2 separate regions of the Sus scrofa genome follow, and region 2 is linked to region 1. The links are chromatin contacts, called in public Hi-C maps. All regions are on one chromosome and are shown on one strand. Each heading gives the region's core, a stretch centred on a gene start, on an enhancer-like site or on the middle of the called end of the contact. The rest is flanking DNA. Distances are from core to core; before and after follow the strand shown. Region 1 overlaps EXOG (nuclease EXOG, mitochondrial). Region 2 has its middle 13 kb from the start of SCN5A.

Region 1 (6,160 bases), core at 1,090-3,589:
CTGACATAAATCACAGCCATATCTCTTTGGACCCTCCACCCAGAGTAATGAGAACAGAAACAGAAGTGAACAAATGGGACCTAATTAAAAATGTTTGCACAGCAAAGGAAACCACAAACAAGATGCAAAGTCAACCCACAGAGTGGGAGAAAATATTTGCAAACGTAGTGACCAACAAAGGGATTGATCTCCAAAATATATAAACATCTCATACAGCTTTATATATATAAAATTTTTAAATGGTCAGAAGATCTAAACAGACATTTCTCCAAAGAAGAAAGATGGCCAAAAAGCGCATGAAAAGATGTTCAACATCACTAATTATTAAAGAAACATAAATTTAAAAAAATCATAGTGAGGTTATCACCTCACATCAGTCATAATGATCATCATCAAAACATCTACAAACAGTAGATGCTGAAGAGGGTGTGGAGAAAAGCGAACCTTCCTACACTGTTGGTGGGAATGTAAACTGGTGCAGTCACTGAAGGTACAGAGGTACCTCAAAAAACTAAAATACAACTACCATATGGACCAGCGATCTCATTCCTATGCATATATCCAGAGAAAATCATAATTTGAAAATATACATGCACTCCAATGTTCACTGAAGCACTATTTACAACAGCCAAGACATGGAAGCAAACCTAAATGTCCATCAACAGAGGAATGGATAAAGAAGATGTGGTACATATATACAGTGGAATATTACTAAGCCATAAAAAGTATGAAATAATGCCATTTCCAGCCACATGGATGGCCCTAGAGATTATCATACTAAGTGAAGTTAGTCAGTGAAAGGCAAACATCATATGATATCACTTATATGCGAATCTTCCAAAAACAAAAGGATACAAATGAACTTATTTGCAGAACAGAAACAGACTCTCAGACTTTGAAAGATTTATGGTTACCAAAGGGGACAGGTGGGGGAGGGGGTGGACTGGGAGTTTGGGACTGGCATATGCACACTGAGGTATATAGAATGATTGGCCAATGGGGACCTCCTGAACAGCACAGAGAACTCTACCCAATATTCTGTGATAATCTATGTGGGAAAAGAATCTGAAAGAGAATGGATGTGTGTACATGCATAACTGAATCACTTTGTTGTACAGCAGAAATTATCACAACCTTGTAAATCAACTGTACTTCAGTAAAACTTAAAATAATAATGGCATTTATATCCACACGGATGAACCTAGAGATTATCGTACTAAGTCAGACAAAGACAAATATCATGAGATCACTTATACGTGAAATCTGATAAGTGATACAAATGAACCTATTTACAAAACAGACTCATAGACATAAAAATTTATGGTTGTCCAAGGGAAAAGGTGAGAAGGAGAGATAAATTAGGAAAATGTTATTAACATATACACACTATTATATATAAAATAGATAATTATGGAGTTCCCGCTGTGCACAACGGGATTGCCCACATCTTGGGAGCACTGGGACACAGGTTCGATCCCTGGCCTGGCACAGTGGGTTAAGGATCCAGCTTTGCCATAATTGCAGCTTAGGTTGTGACTGCAGCTTGGATTTTATCCATGGCCTAGAAATTCCATATGCCACAGGGCGGCCAAAAATGAAAAAAAAAAAAAAAATCAACAGGGAAATCTCAATACTGTGTAATAACCTATATGGGAAAGAATCTGGAAGAGATATACGTGTACGTATAGCTGAATCACTTTGCCATACACCTGAAACTAACATTATTAATGAATACGCCAATATAAAATAATCGTTAAAAAAAAAAAAAAAAAAAAACATGAGGACAGCGTCCAAGTCCAGTTTACTCAGCACTGCAGCCAGGCCCTCACTCAGCAGCTGGCACATGGCACTGGCTCAATTCTATGGAGTGTGTGAAGTGGGGGGACAGTAGGGCACCCACCTTAAGCAGTGAGGGGGCCAGGCCTCCCCTCTGACAACTCCAGGTACTACAGCTCAGTCTGGGCCAGTGCAGTGGCTTCCTCACTGTTCTTGAAGCCAAAACTTGGAGTCTAGGGTCTAGGGCCCCTTGTGAGGGTCATTCCTGGATTCCTGAGGCGGCCTCGGAGGTGACAGGCTCATCTAGAGGGAGGGAAGAGTGGGCCTTGTGGTCACCATGCCGCCGCAGCTGTCACCCAGCCGCTCCAGGGTAATGCTGGGCTCCAGGCTCCGTGAGGGACGGATGCCACTCCTGTGTCACAGGGAAGGCATGCGGTCTGGGATCTCAGCCCTTGGCAGGGAGATGCTCCTGGACAGACGTCAGCTCTCACCCCGGGGCCACGGCCCTGGCAAGCTCCCTGCCCCGTGCCAGCCGCTCTTCCGCCTCAGCTCTGACGACCACGAGACTCAGTGCCCGGAGGCTGGGAGGGGCAGGGAGACAGTACAGGCACTCACTCCTGCGGGCGGAGACAGAGCAGGCAGCAGCCGAGAGCTGGGAGATGCCAAAGGCGGCCGCAGATCAGCTGGGAAAGCCACACAACCATGTCTCCTGCCCCAGTCTGCATGACGCTCCAAGGCTCAGAGCTCACCGTCCAGCGTGCTGAGGGCTAGGGAGGGCCAGGCCACTCTCTAGCCCTGCCCCAGTGCCTGGCACAGATAGGAGCCCAGCCATGCTAGCACAGGAGACACCCCCTAAACCCAGCCATTCACCATCTGCTGGGTTCACCCGGAACCTGCATCTGAATCCTTCCTGCCTTTCTGCCCCCGGTGATCCCCGACCCCTTTTCTCACCTACAGCCCCACTTTCCACTCTTCATTCTGGTAGGAAGTCACCTACATGAGATCCTCACCCACGTGGAGAGTCATGTGCAGATTCACACACAGGCACACTCAAGGCACAGCAACCAGGGTCGTGTCAGGGAGGGGGCAGGACAAGACCACAAGGAGAGGCCTGAAATCCCAAGAAGGAACCTCAGGCTTCCCGTTCAATTGCCCTGGACCAGGGCCTCAGGACGTTCCCAGGGAAGAAGCAGGCCAGACAGGCCAGAGGTGGGGGCCAAGGGACTGGTTCAGAAATGACACTCTAAGCCTGAGAGCTGCCAAGCTCTGTCTGGGGGGATCCCAGAGGCACTGCTCTCCTACGGGTGTCCCAAGTCAGCCTGCACGGCAAGGGCGAAGGCCAGGCCAGCCCAAGCCCAGCACGTATAATGGCCACCCTGACAAGCACTTCCTCCCATGCCAGCTCACGGGGCTGGCATCCACGGGCGGCTGCCAGGCACCTGCTGCCGGAGAGAAAAGCCCCATCGCCCCAGCCATTGTGTAGAGACGGGATGGCTCAGATTCCAGAAAGGCGTGCGAGTCCAAACAGAGCCCCCTCCCCGGATGTGGGCTGATCAGCCAGCGGTACGTCCTGTCCTCTGGCCCCACAGTCCTTTGTGCCAGGCCTCTGTGGGCCCAAGCAGGTCTCCAGTTTTGCCATTGGAGATGTGTCTCCTGGGGACCATCTGCCTGCCACTCACCATCTTGGGCTGCACTCCCTCTTCCTGGACGACCAGGGACCAGGCTGTTTCTCCTTGCAAGGCTGTGGGAGGTGCCGCGAGGACAGGGGACAGGGAGGGCTTGGCCGAGAGGAGAGGCCGGCTCAACAGAGGTAATTGGGCCTCCTGTATCCTGTATCAATCCATCACGTTTATAGTCTTCTCTCCAGACAGGAGACAATGAGGAAATGACAAAAGCCAATAAAGCCAATAAATAAAGGGTAATGGAATAACCAGTACGTGCAGCCCATTCCCTGAGCCCCAGAGCCAGGAGCACGGCCGGGCCCCTCCCTCCTGCCTCTGTCTTGACTTCAGCCACAGGCCCCAGGGGACAGGTAAAACTGGTCAACAGTTTTCACGGGGGTGCCTGGCTGGAGCTTCTGCTGCTCAGGCCAAACACTCTGGCGTTGTCCCTGCCTCCTCCTCTCACACACCCCACATCCAACCCAGCAGGAAATCCTATTGGCTCTGCCTTCAAAATACACCCCAAGTCCGACCACTTCTCAGCAGCTCCACCATCACCACGCTGCTCTGACTGCCATCGCCTCTTGCCTGGATTCTTACAAAGGCCTCCTGGCTGGTTCTTCACCCAGACCATTCTGAACACAGCAGCCAGAGGGGTCTATTAAAAGGCAAGTTGGCTCATGCCACTGCTCCACACAAAGCACTCTAGCAGCCTCCATGGCACTCAGAGAACAGCCTGAGCCCTCTGTACCCCCTCAGTACGCTCCCCCCACCCCCAGCATCTGTCTGAGCCCATCTACAACCCTGGCTCTTACTCCACTCGAGCCACATCAGCTCCTTGCTGGCTCGTGCCTAGGCTGTGCACACCTCACGTTAGGATTTCAGCACTGGCTGTTCCCTCTGCCTGCCACACTCTTCCCCGAGAGTGGCATGGCTCCCCTCTTTTCTCTGTCACTTTTGCAGTGAGGCAACCAAGACCATCCTATTTTCTACCCTCTTCAGCCCACTGTTTCTATACTTAAATCAGGTTCAGTGGGATAAAATTTATATATAACAAAATTCACTCTTTTAACTACACAGTGTGATGAGTTTTGACAAGTATAAGCAGTATAGCCACCACCAGAATCAAGATACCAAACATTTTCCTCACACCTTCATGCTCTGGAGGAAAGCTGGACCCCCAAGGGATCCCCTCTCTGGGGGTGTGGGGCAGGGAGGTTGGGAAATCAGTCCACACAGATCTGGGGCTGGTGCCAGGGCATCACAGGGAGTGAAGAGGAGGTGATGAGAGAAGAGGGCAGGCCAGCAGGGCCCAGGCCACTGGCAGGACAGGTCAGAGGCAGCAACTGGGGAGCTGAGGGATAGGAAGACTGGGCAAGCGGAGGGCATCACAGGAGCTGGAGGGCTGGGGGCTCTAGAAGCCCAAAGCAGGGAGACTAGGAGTCAGTGAGGGGCCAGAGTACAGGAGGCATGAGGAAGACCAGAGGCTGGGGTATGGCTGGGGGTGGGGTGGAAGCTCTGGCCTGCCCACTGCACCAGTCTTCCACTTCCACTGCGGGCACTCTTCACACCCACTGTCACCTCCCTGATCATAGGTGGCCCTGCCCAACCCTCTGCCCAGACCCCCTTAGCAGCCCTCTCTCCAAGGGGCGTCACCACCTCCATGCAGCCCTCAACACCTATCTGCAGCCAGGCCCTGGCCGGAGTCCCCCACACCAATTCCCATGCCCTGGCTCAAGACCACCCAGCCCCTTGTGTCTGCCTCCTGCCAGCCTCACTGCTACGGGACCACCTTCTCCCTCTCCTGTGGCAACCGTGACGTTTGCAGGTGCTTCCCCAGTGGGAGGCCCTGGAGCCAAGGGGTCCCTTTCCTCAGTCCTCACTCCCACTCAGTGATGTCAACCTACACACAAGACCAGCTGGGAAACCAAGACATCTGTCCATTCGCCCTTTAGCAAACATGCGCTGAACATCTCCCAGGTACTGCAGTTACAGCGATGAGCAAAAGCAGACAAGGTGTCTGCCCTCATGTAACGCAGTCACGCTAACGAGACAGATGTCAACCTCAGAATCCACAAACCAGGGCCCATTATTATTATGAAACTGTGGAGGGGGAGCATCCAAAGTGCAATGAGTCAGATTATCCAGGGGTGGGATCAGGGAAGACCTCTGCTGAAGACTGCACTTCTGTTGACTGAGGTGGGCATTTCCAGGCAGAGGGAAAGGCAGACGTGAAGATCCTGAGGGGGAAGGGGCGTGGCCCCTCCTGAAGGGAAAGAAGGAGCTGGAGTCAGAGTGAGAGGAGCTGGGCAAGAAGTGTGCACGAAACCCAGGGGCACCAAAGAGCTGGGAAGAAACGCACTACTTTTTTTTTTTTTACAGCCACACTTAGGGCATTTGGAAGTTCCCATGCTAGGGATTGAATTGGAGCTGCAGCTGCTGGCCTGTACCACAGCCACAGCAACTCGGGATCCGAGTCTCATCTGCAACCTTCACTTCAGCTTGCAGCAATGATGGATCCCAAACCCACTAAGCGAGGCCAGGGATCGAACCCGCATCTTTACAGACACCATGTTGAATTCTCAACCTGATAAGCCACTATGGGAACTCCAGAGGGGCACTACTGTACATGTTTTTTATTAATTTGCAAGGAGGGGCACAGTTTCCAATTGAGTTTGTGCTTGAGAAAGATCCCACCTCTCACTCTGACAGAAAGCTCTGTG
Region 2 (6,160 bases), core at 1,393-3,892, 110 kb before region 1:
GTTTGCACCATATGATGCTATTTAAATAAAGATGAGAACTAGACAAAACCTAGAAAATTAATGTGAGTATAGTAGTTAACTCTGGGGGAGAAGTGGCGACAGGAAGAGGGCAGGAAGGGGGCATCTTGGGGTGCTGGTGCTGTTTAGTTTCTTGGCCTGTGTGTTGGTTATAGGGATAGTTCAACTAGTGACATCCCTTGAGCAGAACACTTAAGGCTTGTGCACCCTTCCATATGTAGGTTACAGTTCAATAGAAGTTGAACATAAAAAGAAATGCCTGGGGTGGTAAGAACACATAAGAGACCCCATAGGTACAAACACCGATACTGCCTATTTTACAGAGATGTGTACATATTTAAAGATCTGTGTTAGCTCTAAGAGAGGTGCCTAAGTAGGAAAGGAGATGACAGTGAGGTGGGATGGAGGGGCGAAGAAATAAAAGAAAGTGATGCAAAAGAGGAATCCTGTGCAGATGCACAATGACAGAGTGCTTAACTTAACTTTGAACCTGAGGTAAAGGGAAGGGTGGAATAAAGGAAACATTAGTTTTAAAAATCTTGTTCTCTGACTGCCAACTGCATCTTCCTGCTTTAATTAAATAGAGCCTGGAGAAGAGAAGGGAATACCCCAGGTCTCAGCAAGGGCTCCTTGGTGGAGGTGGCCCTTTCCTGGCCCGCTGACCTTTCCTACCCTCTTCGGCCACTCTAGGACCACCAGGTATGTTGGCTTAATCTCCGAATCAGAACTGAATCAGATAAAGGTGAGTTCAAAAATGGTAAAAAAGAAAAAGAACTGAATCAGAGGTATGGTTCCTTCCTCTTATGGGCACCTCTCTCCTCATTTAAATTTGGGGTGCATGCCTCTCCTGCTGGCAACACGCAAGTACCCAGCACTAAGGAAGAACGTGAAAACCCCATCTCTGTTCGATGTAGACAAAGCAGGGGACCTCTCTAGCTCACCCCCAGCAACCTTCATTCTGGCTCAGTCTCCTTCTTGGCCCGGTGTCCGTCTGCAAGTTTGAATCTTCATTCAGGGTCCAGAAGCCTGGTGGAAGACCTCAGGGAGGACCCAGATTCTCCTGCCCTCTCCTCTCACCTAAGAGGCAGAGGCTCAGGTGGTCCCACAACTGGCTGAAAAAAATTGACATTGCCTGCACTTCCGGCTATGGCCGCTAGTGGGAGATGCTAGCCAACCTGAGTCCCATCTGGGGGCTAGGAGGAGGCAGCAGGACTACCTTCAGTTCATCTGTCTGGCAGCCAGCCATCCTATCAGACCCAGGGCCAGAAAGCGTCCTTTGCCTGAACTTCCCTGTAGACCGGTTCTCTTACTGATTCCCCTACTCTGGGAAGCTGGGTTGACCCAGCTTCTCCTGCAGGCATGGGTACCTCCTCAGTATATATGTGAGGCACCCAGTGATCTCTGGAACCCCACACCCAGATCCCAAATGGAGGATGACCCCCCCCCACACACACACACCGTGACTTCTCCAAAATCCCAATAATGGAGGGGCTGGTTTCAGCCTCTGGGTCCCCAAACACAGCACCTGGGTCCCTCTTAGACCTCAGCACCCATCTTGCCCTCCAAGAGCAATCCTTACCTCTAGGAGCCTTGAATATGCATCGGGAGAGATGAGAAGCCTGCTGGGAAAGAACGTAAAGACTGTGTGTGTGCATGTGTACTGGTACGTGTGCTTTTGTGATGGTTCTGGACGTTAGCCTGTCCCATCCAATGATGCTACTGGTCTGTGAGCAAAAAGCTGGTGGCCTGTTACTTTTCAACAAGGATGTGTGTTCCTGGGTATGTCTCCCTGTGGGTCAGCCTGTGTATGTGAGTGACTGTGCTTGTCAGTGTCTGGTCTTTGCGTGAGACAGTCTTATCTGTGTCAGCATGTGAGTGCCTCATGTGTGTCAAGGTGTAGGTTGTCTTAGTTCAACAGGGTGAAGTGAGTGGGTTTCGGTGTGGGTGTCTCTGGGTTTGTTGGTTGTGTCTGATGTGTTGGTTGTTTCTGTCTGGGTGTGTGTTTCTGTCAGTGCCTGTGTCAGTCTGTGTTTATGTGTCAGTATAGGTGTCTACCATTGTGCAGACTTCTCTGCTGGCTGGCTGTGTATTTGTCTAGAAGCCTGGTTCTGTGTGTGTGTGTGTGTCTCTGTGTCAGTGTGTCAGTGGATGTGTGTCTGAGTCATCCAGGTGTCCCTGAGTTTGTCAGAGTATATCTGCCTCAATGTCTGTGTGTGTCAATGATGTCTGCATGTGTCCGTGTGGGTGTCTGTGTGTCGGTGACAGAGGGTGTCTTCGAGTGTCAGTGTATGTCCCTTTCCTTGGGGGTGGGTGGCTAGGGTAGGGTCCCCAAGTTAGTGAGGATGTGTGCGTGTGTACTCTGCGTGTGCCAAGCTGTGTGCCTGTTCATGTCCGCGTAGGTGGCTAACTGGAGAAGCGTCGCTGGGTCGCTGTGTGTGTACCCCCGCGTGTGCCATGTCTGCACGCGTCTGTCCACGTCCGCGTGGGCAGCTGTCTGTGGCGGGGCGTCCCCGGGTCAGCACCTGGGTGTGTGCTCCAGCGGCGGGTGCCCAGGGTTCACCCTCAGAGCGGGCGGAGCGCCACGTGTGGAGCCCCAGGCTCGTTGCTCTGGGGCGGAGCCAGCCCGGGGCCCCAAGCCCCAGGCCGAGCCCAGGCGGGGCCCGCCCCCGACCCCGCCCCCAGCCCGAGCCCGCGCCGCCCGCCGAGCCCCGGAGCCGGAGCCGAGCAGCGGAGCCGAGACGGCGGCAGCGCCCGTGGGATGCGGGGATCGCGCCCCCGGGGCCGCTGAGCCCGAGCCCAGTACCCTGAGCCCCGCACCAAGCCGAGTCCGAGCCGCAGCCGCAGCCGCCCATCTCGGGGCCCGGGCAGGGGGACCAGCAGGTGAGCAAGCACCCCCACTCCTGGCAGCCCCGGCCCGGCCGGAACCCCCTTAGCCCGCTGCCGCCCAACTTTCCTCCTTGAGGGTCCAACCCTTCAAGCCCTGCGCGCCCCCTCCCCTGCCCTGGGTCCACCGGCAGACTCCCTCCCCATCGCTGCCCCGAGAGTGGGAAGGGGCGAAGAAGGGGCGCAGAGCAGCCTGGCTGGAGGGGATCCCCAGGAGGGGGGCGTCTCTAATCGCCGCGAGCCCCCTCCCCTTCCCTTTCCTTTCGGGTTTCCCAGTGCGCTGTCGAGGGCCGGGGGAGGGGGAGCTGTGGCCCCGGCTTCTCTGCCGACCCTGGTACAGGCTCCGGGAGGGTCTGAGATTGGAACCTGGATTCCTGAGGCCGGAGACCCCAAGGTCAGAGCAGCGACTAGGCGCGCAGCGAGTGTGGTTCCAGAGAGCGGGGGAGTGGGGCGGGAATGGAGGGAGGGGCCATGCACTCCCTTTTTCTGGACCGGGTCTGCTGGAGGTGCCCTCTCTGGGGTGAGATCTCTGCTGGTCCTGACAGGGGACAGATCTCTGTGGGCCCCGAAGGGGGAGATTTATACGGTGTGTCCTATCTCTGTGCGCTCTGATCATGAAGAGATCTCTGTGCCCTCTAACACCTTAAAGGGGACACATCTGATCTCTGTGAGGCTTGCAGGCAGAGAGAGCTCCATGTGTTCTCCACAGAGGAGATTTCTGTGCCCTGGTATGAGGAGAGTTCTTTGCCCTCCTAGCTCTGACTGGGGCCAATCCAAGTGCCCTGACTGACATAGGCCGGCTTTTGGCCTCCTTGTTATTCGATCATCTGATGGCACCCTGGGAGGAAGTGGAGGTGCCTGGCCTTGTGGGGACTGGAAGTATCGAGAGTGCTGGTGGTGGAGGAAATCCTGGGGACAAGGCCCCTGGCCTTAGGCCTGCCTTGCAAACACCTGTTGGAGGCCAGCGCACAGCCGAGGCAAGAAGCCATGGCGGAGGCTGTAGCAGGAGTCATCTCCTCTCCTTAGTGCTTTGAGACCAGCAGGGCTGGTGGGATCAGTCTTCTCTTGAGGTTCCGGGATGGTATTCCGTTCCCCCAGCTGTCTCCTCCCGTCCTCCCATCCTGCTGAGACCCCAGGCACTTCTGCAGGGAGCCTAGACCTCCCATGACCCCACCATGCTGCAGCATGTCCGCCCTCTCCTGATTCCCACCATCCCATCAGATCCAGAGGGACCCTGAGCAGGGGAGGCCCAGGCCCCTGCTGCTGCCCTCAACTCCCCCCCTCCCCATTCGACTTGGGCAGGTGCATGTGAGTGGGCGGCAGTGGAGCTGGAAGGTGGAAAGAGGGTGGCACAAGCTAATAGCTCAAGCCCTGCTGCAGTCACAGGAGCATGAGAGGAGGGGACGGACTGAGTACAGCCAGAGTGCAGAACACAGATTTTATGCTGGAATGGCCAGCTTCGTGCTGAAGTGAACCTCAGTAAAGTTTTAATCTAATCCTCTCATCACCACTACATTGTGCAGGGCAAGAAACTGAGGCTGAGAGCAGGTCAAGGACTTATCCAAGGTCACTTAAAGAGTCAGTGGACTGGAGGCCCCATCAGGGTAAAGATGCTTTGATGTCTACTTTCTGAGAGCCAAACTAACCTAGGACTGACCAAAGAGAATCTGAGCAGAATGGGAACTGACCCGGGGGTGCCACATACCAGTGGCAGCCAGTGTGGCATGGGCAGCTGCCATGCTTTTGGGGTGCTTGGCCCCAACTCCGTGTGTGAAGTTCTTCTGGAAAGTTTCCAGGATCGACTCACTCAGCATGAAGATGGAGCTTGGAGGAGTGGTGAGAATTACCAGAGGCAGCTGGGAGTTGGGGAGCACAGGAGGCTGGTGCTCAGGAAACCCAAGGAGAAGGGAGGCCTGAGGGCAACCTGGGCCAGTGGTAAATGGCAGTCTCTGTTCTGTTCATGGGAGGCTGGTTCCTGCTCACCCTTGGGAAGGTTATTAGAAGAGCATGCAATGACAGTAGTGTGTCCCCATAGCCCACCCAAAAGAGGAGTGATTGCCTTTGGCCAGGAGAGTCAAGGGTATCTATCTAACAAAAATAACTTTCCACCTGGGTTTTGAAGGATGAGTAGGAGTTTTCTAGATAGAGACCATGCAGTCCAGCCATCAGGACAAGCATGTACAAAAGCACCACGATGTGAAACAGTATAATTGTTCAGTGACTTGCTGGGTCCTATGGTATGAGAAAGAAGAGTATAAGCTAACATCAAGGTCACAGTCATGGGGGCCCTTGTGAGCTCCGCTCAGGAATTGGGAATTTATCCTCAGTAATGGTACTAAAAATAGCTAACATTCACTGAGTGCTTTCTGCCAGCCAGGCATGGCACTAAGCACTTTATAAGACTCATCTCACTGAATCCTTGCATCAACCCTGGAGGCAGAGACCATAATAATGACCAGTTTGCAGACAGTGAAACTGAAGGCCCAGGGAGGTTAAGTAACTTGCTCAGTGTTACACATCTACTAAGTAGCGGGACCCCAGGTGTCAGTATATCTACCTTGCACTATACCACCTCTCCAGGGCAGACCTTGGATGCCAGCAAAATTTTTTAATTTGAAGGAGAGGAACCAGAAGGTAACCACAGGTGATAGAACCAGCTTCCTTCCCTGTTAAGGAATATGCCACTCTCCCACCCCCAACTTCACTTGCTCACTGAGGTTTACTGCTATAGCCTAACACCATGAGAAGGGGGATGGGCACATGGAGTTTGGGTTGGCAAACCTGATGCAGAACAAGGAGAAGGTGATGGATTTTTCGGGGGCTTGATCTGAACCTGTAGTACTTCCAGGGAGATGTCACCATCCAGCAGTCAGTTGGAGGGAAGGGTCCCGGGTTCAGAAAGGAGGGCTGGACTAGAGGTAAAAACTTGGAATTATCTGTAGAAGCTTGTCCTTGGAGCCATGACAGTGAATTAGATTGCCTAGTAAGAATGCAGACCTGTGGTTCTCTGCCCTGGAGGATTAGCATCACTTAGAAAGGGGTTTATTTCTTTTTGTTTTGTTTGTTTTGGGGCTACACCCACGACATGAGGAAGTTCCAGGGCCGGAGTTGAACCCACACTGCTGCAGCAACACCAGATCCTTCGCCTGCTACATCACCAGGGGAGTCTAAGAAAGTGGTTTAAACAAAACAAACCTATGCCCAGGCTCCATCCCCAGAAATTCTAATTGATTTGACTCTGGGTTGAGGCCTTGGTATC

Evidence for each region. Hi-C and Micro-C count contacts between places; a contact is called where the count stands out from the background.
Region 2: a Hi-C map of skeletal muscle shows a contact between it and region 1, with 2.8 times the contacts expected there. The contact joins two enhancer-like sites. A contact is called at or near these places in 6 of 47 Hi-C or Micro-C datasets (embryonic fibroblasts, epiblast stem cells, fetal heart ventricle and 3 more).

The regions. Positions count from the first base shown.
Region 1 is chr13:23,325,985-23,332,144 of Sscrofa11.1, reverse strand. EXOG (nuclease EXOG, mitochondrial) reads right to left here. Exons shown (of 11, transcript XR_001300113.2): 11 at 1,608-2,079. Among named protein-coding and RNA genes, the nearest start is that of EXOG, 51 kb to the right of the region's middle. Within about 2 kb of position 2,339, at least 6 of the 83 cell types and tissues checked have an H3K27ac peak or open chromatin away from gene starts, as enhancers often do. A contact at or near this core is called in skeletal muscle, where this site is marked.
Region 2 is chr13:23,434,988-23,441,147 of Sscrofa11.1, reverse strand. No RefSeq gene overlaps it. Among named protein-coding and RNA genes, the nearest start is that of SCN5A, 13 kb to the right of the region's middle. Within about 2 kb of position 2,642, at least 11 of the 83 cell types and tissues checked have an H3K27ac peak or open chromatin away from gene starts, as enhancers often do. A contact at or near this core is called in skeletal muscle, where this site is marked.